3 separate regions of the Mus musculus genome follow, and all the other regions are linked to region 2. A link is a contact called in public ChIA-PET and HiChIP or PLAC-seq data. All regions are on one chromosome and are shown on one strand. Each heading gives the region's core, a stretch centred on a gene start, on an enhancer-like site or on the middle of the called end of the contact. The rest is flanking DNA. Distances are from core to core; before and after follow the strand shown. Region 1 has its middle 27 kb from the start of Clpb. Region 2 holds the start of Art2b (ADP-ribosyltransferase 2b). Region 3 has its middle 36 kb from the start of Art2b.

Region 1 (2,813 bases), core at 198-2,697, 55 kb before region 2:
TCTTTCTTTCTTTCTCTCTTTCTTTCCCTCTAGACACAGTTTCTCTGTGTTGTCTTAGCTGTCCTGATACTCACTCTGTAGACCAGGCTGCTGGCCTCAGACTCACAGAGATCCACCTGCTCCTGCCTCCCGAGTGCTGGGATTAAAGGCCTGCCCCACCACCACTCAGCCTTTTTTTTTTTTTCTTAACATGTGCTGTGAGGATTCAAACTCAGGTCTGCAGGCTTGCAGGGTATCTCCTGAGCCATCTCCTGACCCACACATTTCTTATTTACCCATCTGATGATGGCAATGTAGGTATAGAACATGTTTCTTGGCTGTAATGAATTTTTTACATGTCTTCTATTCTTTCTTTATCTGATATAAAGTCTCAGTCTGTAGTCCAGCTGTTGTGGATCTCATGGTCCTCATGCCACAGCTTCCTCAGTGCTCTGATTATAAAGTAAACAACAATGCCCACTTTGCATTATTTTCCATCAGAGCCTAATGTTCATTCAAGTATAAATGTCAGTCCTTTCCCTATCATATCCTTATATTGTTTTTGACTCTTGGATAAACAGTACCCTTACAACAACTAGCAAACAATGGTTGGAACCTATGGCGGACATTGGAAGCCTGTGGAATGCACACACACACACACACACACACACACACACACACACACACAGGAACACACACAAGCACGCTAGTATGAGTGCATGTGTGTGTTCCTATATATACATATGTATATGTATGTATATGAGAGTTTAGCTTCTGAGTAGAATGACATTTCTTCTGCTTTCTTCCTCTCATTTCATTTAGAGCTGGACAATAAGTACGTCTTTGGTGCTGCAGGTTTAGACAGCGAAGCTGCTTCTCCATTCTGAGCCTAGAGATTGTATGCATACTGTTGATTCTTTGGTGTAGCTGGGAAATACACGTTGTTTATTTTGTGATTCTTTACTTTTCCATTTGTGTTTCTTTTCTCTCTTTGAGTAGGAAGCTTACCCCTCTTTCCAGCAATGAACACCCCCCCCCCACTTCACTGCTGTGTAGAACCAGACCACAAACATAGACAAGGACAAGCAAGTTTTAGGCCTCCTGTGCCCAGGTTAGATCTAGGATTTTCTGGGGTACTGTTATCCAGAAGGGGGGAAATGGTGGACAGAGAACAGAGCTGGCTTTCTGGAATCCAAAGGATTTTGAAGCCATTTGGATAGAATCAAAGGCCTTGGTGGCAGAGAGTGGCCACATGTACACTGTCTTAGTTAGAGTCTCTATTGCTGTGAGTAGACCCAATGACGAAGGCAACTCTTGTAAAGGAACACATGGGGTTGGCTTACAGTTTCAGAAATTTAGTCTATTATTCTCATGGTGGGAAACATGGTGGCAGTTGGGCAGACATGGTGCTGGAGAAGGAGCTGAGATCTACATCTTGATCTGCAGGCAGATGAAGGGAACTGTGTGCCACACTAGGTCTCATTTGAACACATGAAACCTCAAAGTCTACCCTCAGTGACCCACTTCCTCCAACAAGGCCTAATAGTGCCACTCCCTGTGAAAAAGCATTCAAACACTAGAGTCTATGGGGGCCATTCTACTTAAACCGCCACATTCACCAAACCTCTTTCTTTGCCTTCCTGGCATATTCTGGGGCTCCCTCTCTATTCTTCCCGGCAGGAGTGTGTGGCCATAGGACTGGGTTCTGCCAGCAGAGTTTGAGAAGTAATGTTTGGCATCTCAAGATGTTCTCACATAAGGGAAATTGGTGAAACAGAAACAGTCACCCAGCCTGTTCACTACTGCCCAGGGCGCACACCTGTCGTCTCCTTCCTCTCCTTTTATGTATAATTTTAGGTGTCTCCACAGACACAAACCACACATTACTTCATGCTCACTTTGGAGTGACAATACAGTTACTTGTGTCCTCTGTGTCCAGCTCCCAGTTCAAGATTCCTAGCTACAACCTGCAGCCAGAGTTCATAGTATTTCTCATGATATGACTATTGACAGACTATCCAGCAGCTGCAAAGCAAAGTGTCTCCCTCTGACTCTCTCACAGTGCTTTTTCCCTACTACTGGGCACCCTCTCTGGGTGATAGAAATGTAAGGAGTTGGCAAAGTGAGATAAGGACAAGAGATAATTGTCTTGGTCTCTTTGGGTTGTGACCTCTGCAACACTGATGGAAGGGATTCGTGGGACAGTGGCATTTGCCATGCAGGCTGAGAGATAAAAGCTACCCTCAGGTTGTACTCCTTGTTGGGTTCAGTGAGAACTTTTGTGTTTTTCTAGTAAATCACTATCCCTTTCTGCTCATGCCCAAAATCTTCGTGTTTTGTTTATTTGATTTTTGAGACAAGACCTCATGTAACCTTGAATCTCTTATGTCACAGAGGATGACCTTGAACTACTGATCCTTTTACTGGAAAATGGGGGAAGGGTATCACTCTAGCATAGGCTGACCTGGAGTTTACCCTGTGGTCCAGGCTGCCTTGGAACTCATGGCACCTTCCTACCTCAGCATGAGTAGCAGGATTAATAGGTATATGTTACCTGTGATGGTTTGTATGTGCTCGGCCCAGAGAATGGCATTGTTAGACAGTGTGGCCCAGTTGGAGGAGTTGTGTCACTGTGGGTGTGGGCTTTATGACCCTCATCCTAGCTTCCTGGAAGGCAGTATTCTGCTAGCAAGCAGCCTTCAGATGAAGATGTTGAACTCTCAGCTCTTCCTGAACCATGCCTATCTGGATGCTGCCATGTTCTCACCTTGATAATGGACTGAAACTCTGAACCTGTAAGCCAGCCCCAATTAAATGTTGTCCTTTATTAAGAG
Region 2 (2,853 bases), core at 136-2,635:
TTATGGAGTGGAGTTTTTGTGGTTTCCCAAAAGACAGAAGATAGGAAGGAATAAAGGGTCACAGTGAGTGACCACTCTTCCTTACTCCTGCAACTCAGGGGACACTTTAAATCTCCACCCTCAAGAAGCAGTGAAAACAATAAACATCCATAACTCTAAAGAAGGCAGGCCGTGTTGGTCTATTACCTTTCTTTCTCCTTTTCTTTATGTGTGTACATGACACCTACTCATGCGTGTGCTTGCATGTGTGGGGACATGGATGTGCTTGCATGTGCTTGCATGTGTGGGGACATGCATGTGGAAGCAGAGGACAACCTCTGCTCTATTCACTCAGGCACTGTCCACCAGTTTTGTAAAGACAGGGTTTCCCACGGGCCTGAGACACATCGAGTAGGCTGTTCTGTCTAGTGAAGTTCGGGGGATCACACAAATCCATTTCTTTCCAACTCCCAGTGCTGGAATTACAAGTGCATTCTCCGTACCCTGATTTTCTCCTTAGGGCTCTGGGAATCAAACTCGGGTCTATGTTTGCAAGGCAAATATGGTACACACTGAGCTATCTCCTCAGTTTGTGTTTTCTATTATTTTCACAAAATTCTTAATGCTGTAAAGTTTACAATCAATGTGTCCACTTAGTTCACAGTCTAACTACCATGGCAGTGCTGGCTGGTTAGGGTTTTCCTGGCAGAGTCACAATGTGGCAGAGAAGCCACTGCCATGTGCAGAAGGGAGTACATGCAAGAGAGGAAACCAGACAGGCAGAGGCTGGACTTGCTCTTGCAAAAACTGAGTAGGATCCCACAAGACTCAATCGATCTCTTCTGATGGTGATGCCCTCCAGGACCTGGTCCCTTCCCAATAGACCTCACCTCTTAAAGGTTTCATTACCTTCATATGGGCACACTGGCTCATTGGAGGACAGCCATAGCCAATATAGAACATAGTGAGTACTGATACAATTAAGAGACTTCATTCAGAGGTATCAAGTTGACTGAGAGCCCCAAGGTAATCCAACACAGACAACAGTTTACATATCTGGGCAAAGAAAAACACCACAGCCTATCAGCGATCTGCAAACATATGTCTTGTCCGTTTTCCTCAGGACATCTGTGCATCTCTGAGTACTAACAAGATTAATTAATCATAGCTCCTTACTAGATAGATAGAGAAGATATTGATGACCACATCACTGGTAAGGGACCCAAGCAGATTGGTTCACAGAGTCCTGATATGCCATTCTGGGAGTAGTGTGAGCAGGAGCCTGGATGCGACATAGACACTGAGTCATTACCCCAGAGCTGCTCCATCAACAGAATGTTAATCGACTGTGTGCACACCTCTTTCATTGTCTTATATTTGCTTGCAGCTGTTTTTTAACTTGACGATGACATCAAAAATTTTCAAGTTCTTCCTAACTTGGTGGCTAACCCAGCAGGTAATATTCTCAACCCACATCCTGTTGACCTCTCTTTCCCCTGCCCACCTCTTTGCAATATGACAGTTCCCACAGTTGAGTCTGTGGTAGCGGATGTTGGAGAGCATGAACCTTTGAAGAGGTAATATAGAGATAATATCACAGAGCTGTGTGTGTGTGGGGGGGGTGAATATGAGCAATCTGCAATGATATATGAATATGCAAAGGTCATGATGAGGCCTCTTGTTTTGTGTGCTCACTAAAGAACTAATTGAGTAAACAAGGAAGTATAGTATCTGCAAACACACAGGAGTCAGAGATCTCAGCCTTGCCTTTCTCCCTTCTGAGGATGGAATGAGATTGTGTCCATGCCTGAGCCATGTGTGAGGTGGGTGTATGTGACATCTCATGCTGCAGGCTCCACAGCATCCAGCACATGCTGGGAACTTAGCAAACTTAGTGGTAACAGAGGGCCCTGCTTTTTTCTTTCAGGTGACTGGCCTTGCAGTGCCTTTCATGCTAGACATGGCTCCTAATGCATTTGATGATCAGTATGAGAGCTGTGTCGAAGACATGGAGAAAAAGGCACCCCAGCTGTTACAAGAAGACTTCAACATGAATGAGGAATTAAAACTTGAGTGGGAAAAAGCAGAGATAAATTGGAAAGAGATCAAAAACAGTACGAGTTATCCGGCAGGTTTCCATGATTTCCATGGGACAGCTTTAGTTGCCTACACTGGGAACCTCGCTATAGATTTTAACAGAGCTGTTAGAGACTTCAAGAAAAGTCCGGATAACTTCCACTACAAGGCCTTCCATTACTACTTAACAAGAGCTGTTCAGCTTTTGAATGACCAGGGTTGTAGTTTAGTTTACCGAGGTACTAAAGTCATGTTTGAATACACTGGGAAGGGCTCTGTGCGATTTGGGCAGTTCAGTTCTTCATCTTTAACAAAGAGAGTAGCTCTTTCTTCAAATTTTTTCAGTAATCATGGGACACTATTTATCATCAGAACCTGCTTGGGGGTTAATATCAAAGAATTCTCCTCATTCCCTCGTGAAGAGGAGGTGTTAATTCCAGGCTATGAAGTATATCACAAAGTCACAGCACAAAATGATAATGGGTATAATGAAATATTTCTGGACTCCCCAGAAAGGAAGAAGAGCAACTTCAATTGCTTCTATAATGGTTCTGCTCAAACAGTCAACATTGATTTCAGTATATCAGGTGAGTCTGTCTGTGTTAGAGATGGAGCTGGCAGGGGACCTCATGAAATGGAAGAGGAGGTGCTCCCTACTTGAAGCAATATGATAGACAGTGCACATGGTGAGGGTCTGGAACAGTGAATGGTAGCATTGGTAAAGACAAGGACATGTGCTGCAGTAATGGTACATCAGAAATGATTGAAACAGTGAGCCATATCAGGAAAAAAACTATT
Region 3 (3,073 bases), core at 334-2,833, 36 kb before region 2:
GGACTTTATCAATGTCTCTTCTGTAGAGCTTTTTATTGCTGTTTTGAGAACACCACCACCACCACCAACAACAACAAAGAACAAAGCAACCTAAAAATAGGATAAAGAGCCCAGCAACAGATCCACATGTTATTTATGAGTGGGATTTATGACAGACTCCACTTCACTTTGTCAGGGCTATTTAAAAAATCGGGTCGATGAGATAACTGTGTTGGAAAAAGGAACCCTGACCCCACTTATACAGTCATTGAAAGTTAATTCAGAGCGGGCTACCGCCTTCAGTGTGGGGCTAGAATGAAGTAGCCGAGTTTCTTGGAGAATATAGATGGAGCAGATATACTAAGAAGAACATGGTGAGCTGAATTTCATCAACATGAAGAATTTCTGTACATCAAAAGACATCATTAACAGAGAAAAAGAGAGGCCACAGACAGGAGTATATATTTGTGGAACATGTACTGGCATGGTCATCCAGAAAGCTATATATCACATATATCAAGCTGTCAGTCAGCATTGCATTGCTGTAACACACACCCGAGGTAGTTAACTTACAAAGCAAAAAGGGGTTGGCTGTATATATAGGCAGAAGTAGAGCATGAGGTTGAGATAGAGAGAGGTTTATTTTAGTTCGAAGTTTCAGAGATTGCAGGCTGTGGTTGATTGGTTGGCCAGTGGTTTTGGGCTGATGATAGCACACCATGGTAGGAGCATGTGACAAAACGAAACTGCTTACCTCGTGCTCAGAAAACTAAAGTGAAAAAGAAAGGCCCAGATCCCACTGTTACCTTGGACAGTATAAACCCTCCCTCCCATAAGTCCCACTCCATAGAGGTCTACCGCCTCCCATGGTGCTACCTAGGGACCAGGCCTTCGGGGGTATACTTACAATGCAAACTACGGCAGGAATGTTAGTCATCAGTGAAGAATAATGAACAACTAATATATACAAAAAAACCCCCAGAAGAGTCTTAAAAACTTAGTGCAAAATGCAACTTGCTTCATTCTAGCCAAACATCAAAGAGAAAAGAGTCTGTGACTGCATCACCCATATGGCGGCAAAGGCTGAGTGGGATTGCGGATCCTACCCTCATCTGCAGTGAGGCACTGAGCTCCCTGCTGGGGGAACAGCGGGAAAGCTGAGTAAGGAGCTGGGACTCTCATCCCGCTGAGCCTTAATAAGACTCCCCCATACTGCAGAGACTGTGCAGGGAGCCTGGCCTGTCATTTCCTACAAGGCCCTCCCAGGGAGCCCTCCTCCTTTTGCACAGATGGAACCTGGCAGTTGGAGGCTGGGTGGAGAACTTGTCCTACCCACACTTGGCAACACTGAGGTGGAGCGTGGAGCCCCTCGTGTTGCTAGAACAGGTTTAAGTAAGACCCAGAGTCTCATCGCACAAACACCCACGATTTCTGGGTTTAAGTCACCCACTATTTTGATCATGCTGTGCTTGCCTGTTCAGGTTTTCATTCACCAGTACCCCTAGTCTGGGTGCCATGAACACCAGAATTTATGTCACAGCCATGGAGGCTGTAACATCTTCAGAACAAAGTACAAGGCAGTTTGGCTCCCCACGAGTCTCTCTCTTTTTTGGCAAGTAGATGCCCACTTCCTGCTGCATCCTCCATTACAGGCAACTCTGTGCTCACAGGAGGGCCAGAAAGAGAACACGTTTTTGATGTTCTGCCATGACCATTGAGGGTCCTGGAACCTTGACTGGGGCAGCAAAGGAATGAAGAAAGGACAGACACACATACAGAAAGCTGGGGTCCAATGGGTGTCTGGGCAGTGATGAATCTGCATCTATATATCCAGCAACCTGGAACCACAACCTGGAACCTCAGTGCATTTATTATGCACAGTACAGAGGGCCGGACTGGTTAGTCTAGGTAGGAGGTCTTCATAGATGAGCAGTCTCAGGCTATAAACATACTGGAAGAGGAAGCCACGGTTGCTAGTTTTTGTACACACTGCTCCATCCATTCTAACTGGGACCCCCAAGGAAGGGTTTGACATCCTTCTTTAGCCTAGCCACTAAGGGGAAATGCTCTTGCCCTGCCCACATCAGAACTTCACTCAGGACCTCCTCTGCTTCCTACAGTGTTCTGTCCTCTGTCTCTGTCTCTCAATACAGGGTTCTCCCTATGTAGCCCAGGCTGGCTTCAAAGTTGGGATCCTTCTGCTTCAGCCTCCTGAGTGAAGGACAGCCCAGTGTGTCACCATAGCTGCCTCTTCTTCAGAGAGTATTATTCTCAGCAGAGCACAGCTCTACCCTTTACAATTCCATCTAACCTAATTACCTCTCTAAGGCTCCAATTTCAAGTGACCTCACATAGGGCATTAGGGAATTAATAGATGAATTTAAGGGGAATCAAGCATTTGGTCTCTACAGGATCAACCAAGAACCAGGAAAACCCCAAACTGAACTTGAAAAAAAGACAACCTCTAGAGGAGCTGAGGAGATAGCTTAGTGGATAGTGTTTACTACCTACTGAGTTCAGAACATGAGTTCAGATTCCTAAGCACGCATGCCTGGAGTGTTTGTCCAGTGAGTTCATTAACCCAGAACTGAGATGTGGGGTCAGTGAAAGAAAGGTCTCTGACCACTTATTGTGCAAGCAAATGGCCTCGAATAGCTCTAGCTATCTTTATTATACAGAGTTTCAGAGCATTCACACAGTTTCAGATTTTCCTTAATCATTATTCGAGAATCCCAATCAGTACTTATGAAATTTCATCTTAAGTTCTCCTTACTTCCTTGTCGTCAGTGATAACCTTTTCCCATCTCTAAGCAGGATTGTAGTACAATTCAAATGATTATGGCATAGTTAAGCACACCTGAGTATTGCCAGCCAGAATGATTTAAGTACTGTGTTACAAGCCAAGTGAACGTATTTACCCAGGTACATCTAGTTTGTGCACAGGCCGGCAGCAGACATGCAAGTTTCAAAGTACAAGACAATTAGAATCCAAACTAACTTTAGCAGGATTAAACCTTTGTGTTTTATCACCTCCTAATTCAGTATGCTCACAATGCATTGTAGGTTGTCTTTATGCCACAATCTGTCTGTGTTT

The links. HiChIP or PLAC-seq counts read pairs in DNA pulled down with a chosen protein or histone mark. ChIA-PET counts read pairs in DNA pulled down with a chosen protein or histone mark.
Region 1: a contact with region 2 is called in an RNA polymerase II ChIA-PET map of effector CD8 T cells, with 37 read pairs. The contact joins the enhancer-like site here to the promoter of Art2b in region 2. A contact is called at or near these places in 2 of 39 promoter capture datasets (both in liver), 8 of 484 Hi-C or Micro-C datasets (the AML12 cell line, CD4 T cells, CD8 T cells and 4 more), 2 of 115 datasets of contacts at active chromatin or transcription factors (effector CD8 T cells and memory CD8 T cells) and 4 of 9 other capture datasets (adipose tissue, liver, macrophages and 1 more).
Region 3: a contact with region 2 is called in a CTCF HiChIP or PLAC-seq map of CD8 T cells, with 21 read pairs. The contact joins the enhancer-like site here to the promoter of Art2b in region 2. A contact is called at or near these places in 2 of 39 promoter capture datasets (both in liver), 1 of 15 datasets of contacts at CTCF or cohesin (CD8 T cells), 12 of 484 Hi-C or Micro-C datasets (CD4 T cells, CD8 T cells, CD8 central memory T cells and 4 more), 5 of 115 datasets of contacts at active chromatin or transcription factors (CD8 T cells, effector CD8 T cells, embryonic stem cells and 2 more) and 4 of 9 other capture datasets (adipose tissue, liver, macrophages and 1 more).

The regions. Positions count from the first base shown.
Region 1 is chr7:101,634,960-101,637,772 of GRCm38.p6, reverse strand. No RefSeq gene overlaps it. Among named protein-coding and RNA genes, the nearest start is that of Clpb, 27 kb to the left of the region's middle. Within about 2 kb of position 1,447, at least 24 of the 459 cell types and tissues checked have an H3K27ac peak or open chromatin away from gene starts, as enhancers often do. A contact at or near this core is called in CD8 T cells, CD8 central memory T cells, effector CD8 T cells and 1 more, where this site is marked.
Region 2 is chr7:101,579,693-101,582,545 of GRCm38.p6, reverse strand. Art2b (ADP-ribosyltransferase 2b) reads left to right here and starts at 1,385. Exons shown (of 3, transcript NM_019915.3): 1 at 1,385-1,435; 2 at 1,907-2,642. The coding sequence starts at 1,385. It overlaps Gm45995 (a long non-coding RNA gene), which reads right to left and starts at 1,625. Exons shown (of 2, transcript XR_001778239.2): 1 at 889-1,625.
Region 3 is chr7:101,616,116-101,619,188 of GRCm38.p6, reverse strand. No RefSeq gene overlaps it. Among named protein-coding and RNA genes, the nearest start is that of Art2b, 36 kb to the right of the region's middle. Within about 2 kb of position 1,583, at least 37 of the 459 cell types and tissues checked have an H3K27ac peak or open chromatin away from gene starts, as enhancers often do. A contact at or near this core is called in CD8 T cells, adipose tissue, liver and 2 more, where this site is marked.